Linked DNA regions of Mus musculus: regions 1, 2, 4 and 5 are each linked to region 3. A link is a contact called in public HiChIP or PLAC-seq and promoter capture Hi-C data. All regions are on one chromosome and are shown on one strand. Each heading gives the region's core, a stretch centred on a gene start, on an enhancer-like site or on the middle of the called end of the contact. The rest is flanking DNA. Distances are from core to core; before and after follow the strand shown.

Region 1 (2,700 bases), core at 193-2,692, 330 kb before region 3:
GTACAACTTTCTTGAGACAGGTTCTTTCACTGAACCTGTTGCTTGCTGTTTCAGCTATTATTAGCCCAGCCATCAAGCCTAAAGTTCCTAACTCGTCTCTTCTCCCCACAAGGTGTCTATGTGGATGCTCGGGGTCTGACCTCAGGCACAGTAAGGGCAGCTCTCTTCCTAGCTTCTCTCTCTGCGGTGCTGTGGCAGCCTTTACGACCTAACTTAACGTTCTGACTAGCCAGCTTCTACCTTTTCCTCCAGCTCTTGTGCTGAATCGGGAGATCTCTTCTATAACACAAACAGGGTGGAGCTCAAGAGGTGGCTCAGCAGCTAAGAGGCTCTGCTGCTCATACAGAGGTCCTGGATCAATTTTCCAGCATCTGCATGGCAGTCTGTTACAGTCTGATACTCCAGGCCCTCCTCTGGCCTCTGTGGGTACTGCACCCACATGGTGCATATCCATGCATGGAAGCAAAGCATTCATACACTTAAAAATAAACAAACAAAACAATTACAGTGAAAAGAAACACACAACATAGGCCTCTAGCTCACTTTCTTCTTTTTTTTTTTAAAGATTTTATTTATTTATTATATGTAAGTACACTGTAGCCGTCTTCAGACACTCCAGAAGAGGGCATTAGATTTCGTTATGGATGGTTGTGAGCCACCATGTGGTTGCTGGAATTTGAACTCAGGACCTTGGGAAGAGCAGTCGGTGCTCTTAACCACTGAGCCATCTCGCCAGCCCCACTTTCTTCTTATATTTTGATTTTTGTTACTGTTCTGCCTGTGAGCCTGGCCTTTAACGGTTGAGCCATCTATGCAGCATTATTATTATCATCATTTGTAAGGATGCTATGTGTGGATATGTGCACAAGCGTAGGTACTGGCAGAAGCCAGAGGTGTCAGATCTCCCTAGACTTGGGGTCCCAGGTTGTTGTTGAGTCACCTGAAGTGACTGCTGGCAATTGAACTTGCGCCCTGTGGTACAGCAGTACGTCCTCTCAACCGCTGATCTGCCTCTCCAGCCTCCTTTACTTCATATTTCGAGAGAGATCTCCTCACTAAATCGATCAGGTAGATGCAAGTGGATCCCGCTATCCCCTTTCTCTACGCCACCTGTGACTTTAGGCGGGACGCAGGAAGAAACTGCAGCTAGGTTTTAAGGGCCAGCCGAGCTGGCATGGTCGGCGTAAGGCAGGTTTGAGAGATACTCAGGATGAAAGAGTTCAGAGCCAACCGGAGGGGAGGGGAGCCCGTACCTTTCTCGTTTCGAACTGGGACGGCCCCAGCCGTAGACTGGATGGGCGGCTGCTTCATGAGTGCGCTTGGGACCGACATGGTGACGGCTGCCGCGGAGACTCTCCAAAACGGACTCAATCCCAACAACGAAGAGCAAGGAGCAGAACGCCGCGTCCCACAGGCTGTGCTGGACACAGCTGCGCAACTGACAGAAACAACTTCCGGCAGAGGTAGAGGAACCGGAAGTACATAACAGAGGATTGTGGGTAATTGGAGGGCGGCTGAGCGCTGATCGCTTAAAGGGCTAGCTTGAAATTTGTGCGCTTTCCTAAGGCAATTTTCTCGTCTTCAACCGCTCAAGAACTGGAAGGTCCTCCTGTCTGACAGTTGTTTCTTTTGGTTTTGGTAAGGTCCAGGAAGGTTCGGATTAAAGATTTTATTTATTACATTTTAGGAGAGACTGTTGGTGCATACTGTTTAAAGCTAGAAGTGTGGCCGAAAATGATGGTGCACCCCTTTAATCCCAGTAAGAAGCAGAGGCAGGCGGATTTCTGAGTTCGAGGACAGCCTGGTTTACAGAGTGAGTTTCAGGACAGCCAGGGCTACGCAGAGAAACCCTGTTTTGAAAAAACAAAAAAGAAAAAACAAATAAAAAATAAAAAGCTAGAAGTGTAAAGTGTTTCATCCGGATACGTGGGTCACGTCTGTAATCCCAGCATTTGGGAAGGTGAAAGAGGATTGCCGTGTTTTGTAGGCCAGCTTAGGCAACAAGAGAAGACTCTTCAAAAGAAAAAAAAAAAAAAAAAAAGGAGAATCCCTTAGGGGCCAATTGTTGATTTGGACACACATGCCCTTATTCTAGCACTGGAAAGACCGTGGCAGGTGGATTTCTGTAATTGAGGCTAGTCGGTCTACACAGTAAAAATTCTGGGAGGGAGTACAATATTATATAGGACTTTGAAGGTTCTGTTAATATAATTATCAAATTTTTTCACCTGTGTCCTTGCTTGGTGAAGACAGGAAATTGACAAACTTTAGTGAGGATTTTCAATGAGTCAAACAAGGACGAAGCTTACAAGCAGAAAAGCTTTAGAAGGCCAGAGTAGACAAAAATATTTTTGTTGTTGTTGTTATTATTAAAAATGTTTATTGGATTATAACCACATTACCCTCCCATCTAAATTAAGGGGGGGAGCCCCAAAGATATACATAAAAATAAGAAGTTCAAGTTAGAACCCCTCAGAGTTTGTAAACAACTATGCACTAAATGTTAACCTGAGAGAAACAGAAGTGTCTACCTTTAGCAAATTCTGCCGAGTGTGATGGCTCACACCTTTAATCCCAGCACCGGGGAGGCAGAGACAGGCAGATTTCTGAGTTCGAGGCCAGCCTGGTCTACAAAGTGAGAAACCCTTTACAGAGAAACCCTGTCTCGAAAAAACAAAACAAACAAACAAACAAAAACAA
Region 2 (2,700 bases), core at 90-2,589, 260 kb before region 3:
TCTCTCTTGCATCTTTTGATTCATAAAGTGAAAACAAAATAGGAATAGATAGGAAAATAACATTTTGCTGTTAAAATAGAGCTTGAAATAGTCTTTTTTGGGGGGAGGGGCATACTGTAACAAGACAAGCACAGCTCCCTGCGGCTCTGCAGGCTCTCGTGTGACTCAGCACAGGTCTCTGGTAACTGTGCTGTGGGACATCTCTGACCGCACACTCTGGCACCACTTTGACACCCCAGAAGCACTAAAAGTCTTGAGGTTCTTCAGAAAGAAAAGCAAAACATTAAATACAACTCAGGTGTTCACTAGGCTCTAGTCTAAGGGGACAGACTTACCCCACCCCTTCCACTGCTGCTGCTGTAGCTGTGGTCCCTTCAGATGCACTCTCTGCTCAGATTTGAAAAAACAAAAACAAACAAAAGGGAAAGAAAATCCAACTCAGACTATCGTAAGAAGCAACTTTCTATTTAATCATTCTACGCCGTTTACTTTGTGAAACCTTCCTGTCTGGCGAGGAAGCCATTCCTGCCTGCCCACAGCCCCGGCCTGCCCTGCTGGGTCTCCCGGAACCCACTGGCACCAGTGAGAAAATTGCAGGGTACAGAGGACAACAGTCTGAGTCTTCAGCTAGTGTCCCATCTACTGGGTGACACTACTGCAATCATCAGTCTAGTAAAATAAGTGACTTTTATTTGGATACTTTCAAAATAATACACATCTATGAAAAACTAAAAGTTCAAACCCCCAAATTATTCTGCATATTGAAGGATGAGAAACATTTGAGTTGCTGAGCCTTTCTCGGAAGAGCCTCTGAAGAAACTGAATGTTCCCGGTTTACAGAGCATTAGCCTATATCCCTTTCTTCTGCTGGGAAAGAACCCTGCTAGGCTCAGTGGACTTTGAGTCATGAGAGGACTTGGTGTGTGTGCCGATGGTTCCGCGATGGGTCCCATTGCTGGGAATGGGTAGCCGGGTTCCTTGGTCCACCCGGCTAGTTATTGGGAGGAGTCATGCCTTCTCAGGTGTCAATGAGCAGGCTCACCACTGAGCGGATTTTGCAGGCAAACCATCGCCTGAGGGGACAAAAGTATTGATAGTGGAATTGTTCAAACTCGGGGGTCTGGCGGATATCTCGGAAAAAAGCAACGTCAAGGTCAGACTCAGTAAGGATGATCAGGAGGAGGAGCAAAACAAAGAGGAGTCCCATGGTCACAAGGAGCAAACGGAGAACACTTAAAACAAACTTATTCACCTGTTCTTGCTCTGACCCGCCGTGCCCCTGACACAGGGCCCTCAGCTCTCCTCCCAGGGCCTCCGCCTCTGTCGCAGTCGGGGTGCTGGCCTCCGACTCCTTCTCCTCCTCAATGCTGCACGTGGCCCCGTTGATCTGCCGGGAGAGCAGCATCAGCTCCAGGCTGTGCTCGGCTACAGGGGTGGGCAGCACACTGTCTGCGGGGCTGTAGGCCTCATCCGCTATCACAGCGACACGTTCATTGCTGTCTGCCCGGCTGCTTCTCACGTGAGGCAGGAAGGTGTCCCCATGGGAAGAGGACCGCACTGGGGTGGAATGGGCACTGTCTCGTAGCGACTCAAGGCCTGGAAAGGCGAAAAGCACAGGAATTAGCTTTCCGGGTCACAACATTCTTTCCTATCCAGTGGCGTCAGCTCAGGTCCTTAGGTGGCTGCTTATGCTCCACGGTACAGCAGCAGTAGCTGTGGACTCCATATGCAGACATCAAGAACAGGGCAAAAGAAGTACCCAGTGGACATTTTAAAAAAATGTTTAAAGTTTTCATTTGTGTCTTTCAACAACTCCATAAAGTGGAGGGGGTGAATAGTTAGAAGTCATGTGGCTCAAGGCAGAACTGCGGATGGAATCCAAGCCTGTGACTCACAGTGGGGGTCTATGGGATGCAGGGCACATAAGTAAGTCTGCAGCCTGCACCTGCCTTGGGACTCAGGCACCCAAGGAACTTGGGATTAAGAGCCGTTGCCCCAGAACTCTGGATGCTTTGGCTTCTCTGTATTTCCTGATGCGGCCGCTGGCACGCATGACAGAAATACTTTCTGCGTCACTGATGAAACAGAACTCTTTAAGCCCTGTCTGTGGCCTGATCCTGGCACATGACACCCTCTAAAAGGCCTGTCCCCTCACATGGACATCTATGACAGCCAGATCTCCCAAGTATGACCAGCTTTGGTGCCAGCAGCCACTTCAGTACAAAATATCTTGGCTTGTGATTAATCCCTAAGCTGGCTGAGGAAGGAGAGTGAGGCTGACATCAGGACATCGAGTCAGAAGCTATGGCACCTACTAAGCTGTCCGTGAGCTCAGCAGACAGGAGGATGGGCAGACAGGCATTTCTAGTAGAATGCCTGACCACCACAGTTGTTCACCAAGCATGTTAATGTTCTGTCCTCTCAACAGAAGACTGCTTTAAGGTCATTCAATATCAGGCCAGTCCTGAACAAGAAAATGTAGCCAGCACCCCTCCCCATTTCTCCACCCTCTCCCTTTTCCCTCCCTCCCTCCATCTCAAAACCTTTTTATGGATCCATTTTTATCTCTTGTTGTATATGAAATGTATCTCATTCAAAATGTTATGTATCCTTAAATTATCCAGAAATATCACCATAAACCTTTAGTATTGATTATGGAGTAACATCCCACTTTAAACGGTTTGTCTTGTATTTTAAATC
Region 3 (2,700 bases), core at 113-2,612:
CCCCCCCACACACACACACACATCTGTGCTTAGAAGCCTCCTCCAGGTTCTTGCAGGAAAGGAAAGGGATCAGGTGAGACCCTTCTGGGTCCAACTCAAATTTTCTTCTCCACAAAGAGCAGTTTTTGGCGGTGAGCGCAGGGTCCTCTGGTTGAAGAACTAAATCTGTGAGCATGGTCAGTGTTTTCAACCTCTGACTTTACAAAGGACAGACTGCATTCCTGGGGAAAACCATATTAGACTCCTGACGCGCCACACAGCAGTAGTGAAGGAACACAAGCAAGGGGTTGTAAAAACCAGGTTCTGAAAGAAATGCTGTGTGGCATTATTGCATTGTTGGCTTTTCCCTAAGTCCCCGACTCCTTCCAGCCACTGCTAACCTCCAAATCTCTGTGACTTGTTGCTAAATCTTTGCCTCACGCCCCCCACCCCCAGAAATAACCAACACGCTGAGATTTGGGGGTCAAAAGACAAGGAAGGGAGCTAGAGCCTCAAAGCACAGAGGGCTGGGCGCCTTCAATAGGCCACTCTGCATGGGCTGCGCGTTCCGTCTGACTCACAAACGCTCAGGAGAAATTATGACATAAACCTTTATCCTTCCAACCAGGGAGATAAAGGCTGGCTGGCGGGCCTGGCGGGGCCGGGGGAGCCTCAGCCCGCACCCCTCGACGGGGCGGCCCGGGCAGGCGTCTCCCGCCCTACACGCCTAGCTCAGGATGCCCGCCCAAGGTGCTGCCTATCCGCTGGCTGAAGAAGCCGAGACCCGGGGTCCCCCGCCCGAGAAGGCGCAGAGCAGGAGTTGCAGGTGCGGGACGCGACTCACCCCGCAGGGGCGCGCGGCGCGTGGTACCAGTGCCCGGCTGAGCTCGGGCTGGGATGCCGCGCGCCGGGCGGTGCGGCTGCGGGGCGGACAAAGCGCCGCGCCGGGGTTAGAGCTGGAGCGACCCCGGGCGGCGGACCCCGCCAACTTGGCCGAGTCTGGGGAGCCGGATCCCGCGAGCCGGCGGGCGGGCGGGCGGGCGGCGCGGCGCTGACCTGGATGGTGCAGGTGTACTCGCTGTCGTCCAGCAGCCGCACGGTGCAGCTGTACTCGCGCTCCAGACTCCTGCTGCTGCCGCTCATCAACCTGCTCAGCATCTTCCCGCCCGCTCGCCCGTCCTCGGGAGCGACGCGGCGGCGCTGCGGACTCCGGACCCGTCGCCCCTCAGCGCGGCAGCTCCGCGCCGGCCCTTAGCACCTGCACCATCACCCTGACCGGATCGCCACCGCTGCTTCCTCCCGCCCCACTCTTCTTCCTTCTACAGAGCCACCACCGCCTCCCCCAAACCCCAAGCAAGCTGGGTTCTCTCCCGGGCGCCCCACTGCCCGTGCCCAGCTCATGGGGCGGGGCCTAGGTAGGGGGCCAATGGAGGTCAGCGCGGCGGAACCGATTAGCAGGAGGAAGATCCAATCAGAATAAGGAATGGGGATGATGAGCGGGCGGAGGAAGCAATCATCGCAAAACAGCAGTAGTGAGCCCAGTCGGGCCAGCCCCCTAGCGCCCCAAGCCCTGGCTCGCTCCCTTCGCGGGCGGTGGTTGGTATGGATGCTGTTTGTCCTGGACCGGGCCATGTGTGGACACTTCACGAGATCGGTGTCTACAACCTGGAATAACATTTGAGCTGTTTCAGGAGTCAAGACTTGCACCCTGCAACACCCGGTTCTTGCTCTCTTGGAAGCCAAAGCGAGGAGGCGGCACCTGCAGAAAACAGTCACCCACATTCCCGACCTGGCGGCTCTCCCCACCTGTGCGCTGCCCTAAGTCAGCTCCATGGGCCCCTGTGCCTCGAGCACCCTTATTTTAGTGAACATCTGTTTTACAATAGCTATTTACTCTGGTGCAACCACAGAAGCTTGTAAGCGCCCGCGTTTAGCGCTTAGAAAACCCTACGCTCTAACCCTTCTTTTATTTTCAGAAGACAAAAGAAGGCTGAGGTGTGCTCCTTAGCTGGGCAGGGAACAGGAACTGGTGGACCTTTCCTTGTACTTTTAGAAAGAATTATTACATCTTCAGACGTCTGCAACAAAGCACAATGGTCAGGAGCTGTATTGCACAAAGAACCGGGGGGGGGGGGGAAATGCCTCCTTTCCTTTGTGTCCTCCCCATCGGCAGACTTAAAAGTTCCTTTCCACAACTTCGCTAAGAGACAGCCACCTTCAAAGATTTTATTATTAATAATACCAATGTGTGCCTGTGCATGGAATATGAACACTTAGGTACCACGTACGAGTGTGAAGGTCAGAGGACAACTTTGTGGAATCAGTTCCATCCTCCCACCTTTATGTGGTTTCAGTGATTAAACGGATGGCCAGACTTGCCTGACAAGCTATCCCACTGGCTCTCTCTACCTTCAAAGATTTCACTGAAAGGAAATGTTAAATAGGAGTTAGGTTGGAATAGGGGTGTAACCCAGTGGTAGAGCTCTTTCCTAGCAGGTGACAAGATCCAACATTGAAACAATGTCAATCCAAAACATTAGTACTGTGAGAAATATATTCGTTTAAAATAATGAATTATTAATTTCTCATTACATGTATGCTCTTACTATATCAGCATAACACATAACTATTAAAACCCCCTATAGTAGACTAGAAAGAATTCTAACCGTTTTGGGGGGGGCCAGGGGGGCTCAAGACAGGAGCTCACTGTGTAGCTCTGGC
Region 4 (2,700 bases), core at 107-2,606, 290 kb before region 3:
TGTAAACCTTTTAATTTAGTCTAAATTTACTTTATATTTAATATTATCTTTAACATTTCTTCATGTTGTTCTTCAAAACAGGGTCTCCCTGTGTAGCCCTGGTTGTCCTGCTTGTCTACTCTGTAGACCACACTAGCCTTGAACTCACAGAGATCTCTGTGCCTCTTCATGCCTAATGGTAGGATTAAGATGCTGACCACCATAGCCCACCTTCTATAATATCTTACAGCACTGATGCTATTGGTCTGAAACTGTACATTGAGAACTGTTGGATTAGATTATGTCTTAAGCCAAGACTGTTGGCTGTATGAGCTGATTTTTGTTTGCATATAATAAATAGAAATTACAACTGTATAGATGTTTAAGTGGTGTTATCCCTAAAATAATATATATATATATATATATATATATATATATATATAAACATTGCAGCATTTATTTATCTTTCTGTGGTGCTAGGGCCTCACACATGCTAGAGAAGCACTGTTCTAAGGAGACAGATTTCCAGCCACCTTTTCATGTTCTATTTTGAAACAGGGTCTTACTTTGTTGGCTAGGTTGGCCATGGGACTTTTGATCCTTTTGTGTCATCCTCATTATCTGGGATTGTAGCCCTGTACTCCGGGGTCTGGCTAAGATAACTTAATCAGATGGTTCATTAGTTTGTTCTCTTTACATCATCATTACTGTTTTTTATTGTGGTGCTTGGTATGATTTCACAGACGCATAGGCTGGCCTAGAACTCATCTGTCGGCCCAGGCTCTTGGCAGTTCTCCTGCTTCAGCTTCCAAGTGCTTGGAATTACAGAAATACCAAACCTGACATTCCCGCTTTTCATTATTTTGTAGAATCACCTAGAAATGTATTTTAATAAGTTATAAAGTAAATCCCCCTCTTGTTTCAAGAGCCCCAGTGTGTTCCTGAGATGGTGTCAGGCCTTGGGTGTGCTGTTGGAGGTTGTCTTTCTTGCAATTCATTTTTTGTTCATCTGAGATTTCAGTTTGTAGCTCTTCTATAAGAAGGTGTCTTAGACGAACAGCAAAATATTTTGTGAGAACCTGGGGGTAGTAGCATATAGTTGTAACCACAACATTACAGGGGTGTGACACAGGAGGAATGAGAAGCTAGCCTGGGATAAAGACAGAGTTTTCTTCTTATACTGCCTCCTCCAAGGGATGGTATTTTGTGAGAACCAGGCATAGAAACTTATTTTAAAATGTCTTCTCATTTATATGTGTGAGGATCCCAGAAGAGGGCGTGGAATCTCCTGGAGTTGGAGTTACCAGCAGCTATGAGATAGTCCCAGCTGGCCTTGTTAGTTATGTAGATAGTCACAGCCCCTCTGCAGCCACTCCTTGTCACTTGCGGAATGAAACCTTGTCCTAAGTGCAGGAAGCTGTCTGGACCAGCTAGAGTCTAGGTAGACTAGTGAGAAGGCTTCTCTAGTTGAAGGCTGTTGGCCTTCTTCTGGGGCAGTCTCTCAGCTAGTCTCTAACTTAAGCTGACTTGTGCCATTGCGACTCTCCATGTGGTTTTCAGTGCCTGCTTCCCAGGTCTGTGCTGCCACAGCCTCCCGCATCTGAGTCCACCAAGCTCTTCTGCTCTAGCTCTGGTCGCTTTGTTATTCAAAAAGATATTTTCCTTACTTTACTTGTTGGCTTTGGGAGCTGCTTTGGAGAAGGTCACCTTCCTCTTGGCAGGTCACCTTCCCCAAGGCAGCTTGCCCTTCTTTTACAGGCAATTGAGGAAGTGATATTTACACATCCTTCTAGTCTGGTGCTTCTGACCCTAAGTAACAATTGAAAACCCAAGCTATTGTGCACTAATGTTTGCATGGTCCCTCCCTCTTTCTTTCTTTTCTCTCTCTCTCCCTCTCTCCCTCTCTCTTGTTTTGTTTTTGTTGTTGTTTTTTTTTTTCCCCCAGACAGGGTTTCTCTGTGTAACAGAGCCCTGGTTTTCCTGGACTTGCTTTGTAGACCAGGCTGGCCTTGAACCTCCAAATGCTGGAATTCATGGTGTGCACCAACACATCCAGCAAGGACACAATATTACATAGCTAGAAAATACAATATTCATGGGTCATAACAACAGCTGGGTAAAGGTCTTTCCTGTGTGGGGTTAGCAGGTGAACACCTCTTCGTCCGTGCTCTGGACAGAGGTTCTCCACTGTGAACTGTGAGTAGATATTGGCGATGCTTCTTCTAGGGCCCGACTTTTAGCATCAATGGTATATAAAGAATTTCTAACGACTTTTTTTTTAAAAATAATTTTTAAAATTTGGGACAGGGTCTCCTACCACTTGGCTGTCTTGAATTTCTTAAAAGTTCTTTACTTTTATTCCATACTAATTTATTTTCTTTTAGCTTTATTTGGCGTATATGGGTGTAAGTGTTCTGCCTGCATGTATGAATGTGCACCGCTTGCATGCTTGGTGCTTGTGGAGGTCAGAAGAGGGTTCTCAGGGCCTAGTGAATCATTTTACACATGGCTGAGAGCCACTGAGAACTGAACTCAGGTCCTCTGCATTAGCCGCAAGTGCTCTTAGCCAGTGAGTCATCTCTGTAGCTCCATTTTATAATCTTTGTGTGAGTGGATGCATGTAGGGGTGGCCTGAGTGCCCTTAGACTAGAGGACTTCTGATTTCCTGGAACTGAGTTATAGACCCTCGTGAGCCTCCTGATGTGGGTACTGAGAACACAA
Region 5 (2,700 bases), core at 62-2,561, 360 kb before region 3:
TGGAGGATCCTGGGAGTGACTGTTCATGGTGGCTTGCCAGTGGGTCAGACACCTGTCAGGGGAAGTTATAGGAAAACTTGGCTCCCTGGACCTGGGTGTCCCACCTTATGATGACTACCTGCTGTTTCTAGTCTCACCTCATCTGGTGCCAGCTGGGGATGGCCTTCAGGTTCGTCTCCAGTGTCCTGCCAGCTCTCAGACTCTCTGGTACCTTCAGTCAGGTGTTCCTGAGCTAACAGTGGAGCTGGGATAGTATCCATGGCTGCCCAAATAGTGAGTCGCTCTCTAAGGGAGCCCAGGCAGTGGAGACAGTTCGGCCCAGATCTTGAAAGAAGAGTGGGAAAGACAATAGAAAAATGAGTTGGAGATCTTCTGAACACTTCTTCCCATTTCCTGCAAACTTCTCTTACCTTGTCCTTACCTGCCTAAGCGTTGGTACACAAGGTCCAAGCCACCATTAGTGCCCTCTTGGCCACACTGGGATACTATGAAGGAGAAAAGGCAGGACCATCCCGGGCCTGGAAACCTTAGGTACTGGGGTAGGGAATGGTAAACCCAGTTAAGCCGGCCCCTCTTCCTCCTGTCCATGCCACTCCTCCCCAAACAATTCTAAGACTGAAGACAAATCCCCAAGGGGCTCGTTAGCACACCAGGTGCAGCTGGTTCAGAGTTCCCCCAAGAGGCTGAGACTGCACAGTCTCCTGGGACCACAGCCCCACATCTTCATAGGGTTTAGTTCTCATAACTTGCTCAGACTGTGACCTCTGGCAAGCTCCGGCCCAGAGCTCACCTTCCTGGAGCCCACGCTTACGCTCTCTCACCCCCAACCTCCCTCGCACATCCGGCCAGCACTTACCCCTCGGTGGCCTTGGAAAGCGATCACTGGCCGTACCTGCAGGAAGAGCCCAAACACCAGCTGAACACAAAGGAAGCAAAGTCCCCAGGATCGAGGAGGCTGGGGACACCTGCCTGGCCGGCTTCACTTGGAGGCGGGGGGACTGGAATCTGAAAACCCGCACAACCCCAAGTCCCTTCTCCAGCATAGCCTTGGGAGGCCAAGGTCTGGTTGGCCGGGAAGGGAAGAAGGGGCCGGGGGCCAGTCTCACCTGTTGCTGCTGACACTCTTGCAATGCCCGCAGCGCCGCCTCGTTGAGCCTTAGCATCAGGAGGCTGGTCCGAGCAGCGGGGGTGAAGAGGAGCCGCATTTTCCCACTCAGAGCTTCCTGGGTCCCCTCCATGGTGCCAAAGTCGCGCACATGCAGAACCGGGACCACAGGTGAGGGCCACCTCTGCTGTGCAAGCCTAGGCTGGCACTCCCGCCCTCCGGGTCTGTCCCGCCCTCCACCATGACCCCACCCCCGGCACCGCCCCAAAGTTTCCCTGGCCTTGTGGGCGGTACCTCACTCACCTCAGCTGCTGGCCAGAACCCAAGCGGTTTCTTCTTGATTTGGCTTGGGCAGTATTGGACACTATGAGGAGCATTCCAGGTCTAATGAGAAAGGATCTGCTTCGAGGGTCTGACCTGTCACCCAGGATGTCTTGTTCTGCCTCAGTTTTCCCAGTTTCCCCATTCTGGATTCAAAATCGTTGTCTTTAAGTAAAAGCTGAACCTGAAACCACTTGAGGGTTTCAGTCTCACAGGGGAGGGAATCGAGACTGGTTGATAGTCGGATTGAGTCATTTATGCCTCCGAGGCCCCGAAGTACCTAAGGGACCAGAGGATGGCAGACCCCAAGAGGGACCAGTGCAATCCTTTTTCTTTTTCCGCCCGAGTTGCTGCGTCTGCTGAGGCGGATCCCAATTTGGTTTCTAAAAGGGACTTGATGAGGCTGTAAGGCCAGGTGGGTGGGTGCCTCGCAGATTTGGAAGTCTGGCTATCTGGGACTGGAGCCAAGCCTATCGGTGGATGGGGGTGTGGGGCGGGCGTAGTTGTGGCAATAAATAAATAAATAAAATAATAAATCAGAGAGCAGAAAGCCGTAACTCACTCCCAGGTGTTACTATGTAGCCTAATAAACATAAGAGAAAGTGGCGAAACCACAGCTGGCTCCTTTAAAGGCACTCTCCCCTCCTCTTTGAGTCTTTTGTTTTTTCTTTTAGACAGGGTTTCATTCACTATGTAGATCACTCTTGCTGAACTCACTAGCAATTCTCCTGCCTATATTTCCCAAATGCTAGGATTACATGTGTTAGCCTCTACTCTTGACTAAAAGGTGCCTGCAAGTTTCCCAGCAGGGCTACAGATCCTATGGTTTTGAGACCCCCACCCCCACCCCACCCCACCCCACCCCCGACAAATCTCAGGCCAGTGTTTCCTGTCTTTATTTATTTGTGTTTGGTTATGTCTCTCAGACTCTCTTATCTCCTTTTTTCCTAACTGGGATCGAATAACTGGGATATATATTTTATATTAGTGTGTGTGTGTGTGTGTGTGTGTGTGTGTGTGTGTGTGTGTAATTCCAAGTGATTTTAATGCTGTTCATCTCAAAACAAATAATTTGTCTAAACCCATTGAACAATGCACTCAGAACATGTACAATATGTGTATAAGAACAATACACTCCTATATGCAGGGAAATATTCGCAGTAATGCTGATTTTTGTTTGTTTGTTTGTTGTTGTTGTTTTTCGAGACAGGGTTTCTCTGTATAGCCCTGGCTGTCCTGGAACTCACTTTGTAGACCAGGCTGGCCTTGAACTC

What was found. Promoter capture Hi-C pulls out the DNA fragments that hold promoters and counts their contacts. HiChIP or PLAC-seq counts read pairs in DNA pulled down with a chosen protein or histone mark.
Region 1: a promoter capture Hi-C map of hippocampal neurons shows a contact between it and region 3, with 4 times the contacts expected there. The contact joins the promoter of Mfap1b here to the promoter of Frmd5 in region 3. A contact is called at or near these places in 1 of 39 promoter capture datasets (hippocampal neurons) and 2 of 115 datasets of contacts at active chromatin or transcription factors (embryonic stem cells and stem cell-derived neural progenitor cells).
Region 2: a contact with region 3 is called in an H3K4me3 HiChIP or PLAC-seq map of embryonic stem cells, with 25 read pairs. The contact joins the enhancer-like site here to the promoter of Frmd5 in region 3. A contact is called at or near these places in 10 of 39 promoter capture datasets (the 3T3-L1 cell line, the HPC-7 cell line, cranial neural crest and 6 more), 1 of 15 datasets of contacts at CTCF or cohesin (the NIH/3T3 cell line), 11 of 484 Hi-C or Micro-C datasets (embryonic fibroblasts, embryonic stem cells and nephron progenitors), 20 of 115 datasets of contacts at active chromatin or transcription factors (SST interneurons, bone marrow-derived macrophages, craniofacial prominence and 13 more) and 4 of 9 other capture datasets (adipose tissue, embryonic stem cells, liver and 1 more).
Region 4: an H3K27ac HiChIP or PLAC-seq map of embryonic stem cells shows a contact between it and region 3, with 12 read pairs. The contact joins the enhancer-like site here to the promoter of Frmd5 in region 3. A contact is called at or near these places in 1 of 39 promoter capture datasets (neural stem cells) and 8 of 115 datasets of contacts at active chromatin or transcription factors (embryonic forebrain, embryonic stem cells, fetal liver and 3 more).
Region 5: a contact with region 3 is called in an H3K4me3 HiChIP or PLAC-seq map of embryonic stem cells, with 14 read pairs. The contact joins the promoter of Ell3 here to the promoter of Frmd5 in region 3. A contact is called at or near these places in 1 of 39 promoter capture datasets (neural stem cells), 1 of 15 datasets of contacts at CTCF or cohesin (the NIH/3T3 cell line), 1 of 484 Hi-C or Micro-C datasets (embryonic stem cells), 1 of 115 datasets of contacts at active chromatin or transcription factors (embryonic stem cells) and 1 of 9 other capture datasets (adipose tissue).

The regions. Positions count from the first base shown.
Region 1 is chr2:121,472,581-121,475,280 of GRCm38.p6, forward strand. Mfap1b (microfibrillar-associated protein 1B) reads right to left here and starts at 1,443. Exons shown (of 7, transcript NM_001081975.3): 1 at 1,254-1,443. The coding sequence starts at 1,332. It also overlaps the pseudogene Gm14018.
Region 2 is chr2:121,547,637-121,550,336 of GRCm38.p6, forward strand. Frmd5 (FERM domain containing 5) reads right to left here. Exons shown (of 14, transcript NM_001360084.1): 14 at 1-1,596. The coding sequence ends at 1,019. Among named protein-coding and RNA genes, the nearest start is that of Wdr76, 42 kb to the left of the region's middle. Within about 2 kb of position 1,340, at least 13 of the 459 cell types and tissues checked have an H3K27ac peak or open chromatin away from gene starts, as enhancers often do. A contact at or near this core is called in differentiating embryonic stem cells and embryonic stem cells, where this site is marked.
Region 3 is chr2:121,805,695-121,808,394 of GRCm38.p6, forward strand. Frmd5 (FERM domain containing 5) reads right to left here and starts at 1,363. Exons shown (of 14, transcript NM_001360084.1): 1 at 1,036-1,363. The coding sequence starts at 1,137.
Region 4 is chr2:121,511,840-121,514,539 of GRCm38.p6, forward strand. The region is part of intron 2 of Wdr76 (WD repeat domain 76); the gene reads left to right. Among named protein-coding and RNA genes, the nearest start is that of Wdr76, 6.5 kb to the left of the region's middle. Within about 2 kb of position 1,357, at least 14 of the 459 cell types and tissues checked have an H3K27ac peak or open chromatin away from gene starts, as enhancers often do. A contact at or near this core is called in embryonic stem cells, where this site is marked.
Region 5 is chr2:121,441,290-121,443,989 of GRCm38.p6, forward strand. Ell3 (elongation factor RNA polymerase II-like 3) reads right to left here and starts at 1,312. Exons shown (of 11, transcript NM_145973.2): 1 at 1,107-1,312; 2 at 857-892; 3 at 422-534; 4 at 138-324; 5 at 1-52. The coding sequence starts at 1,238.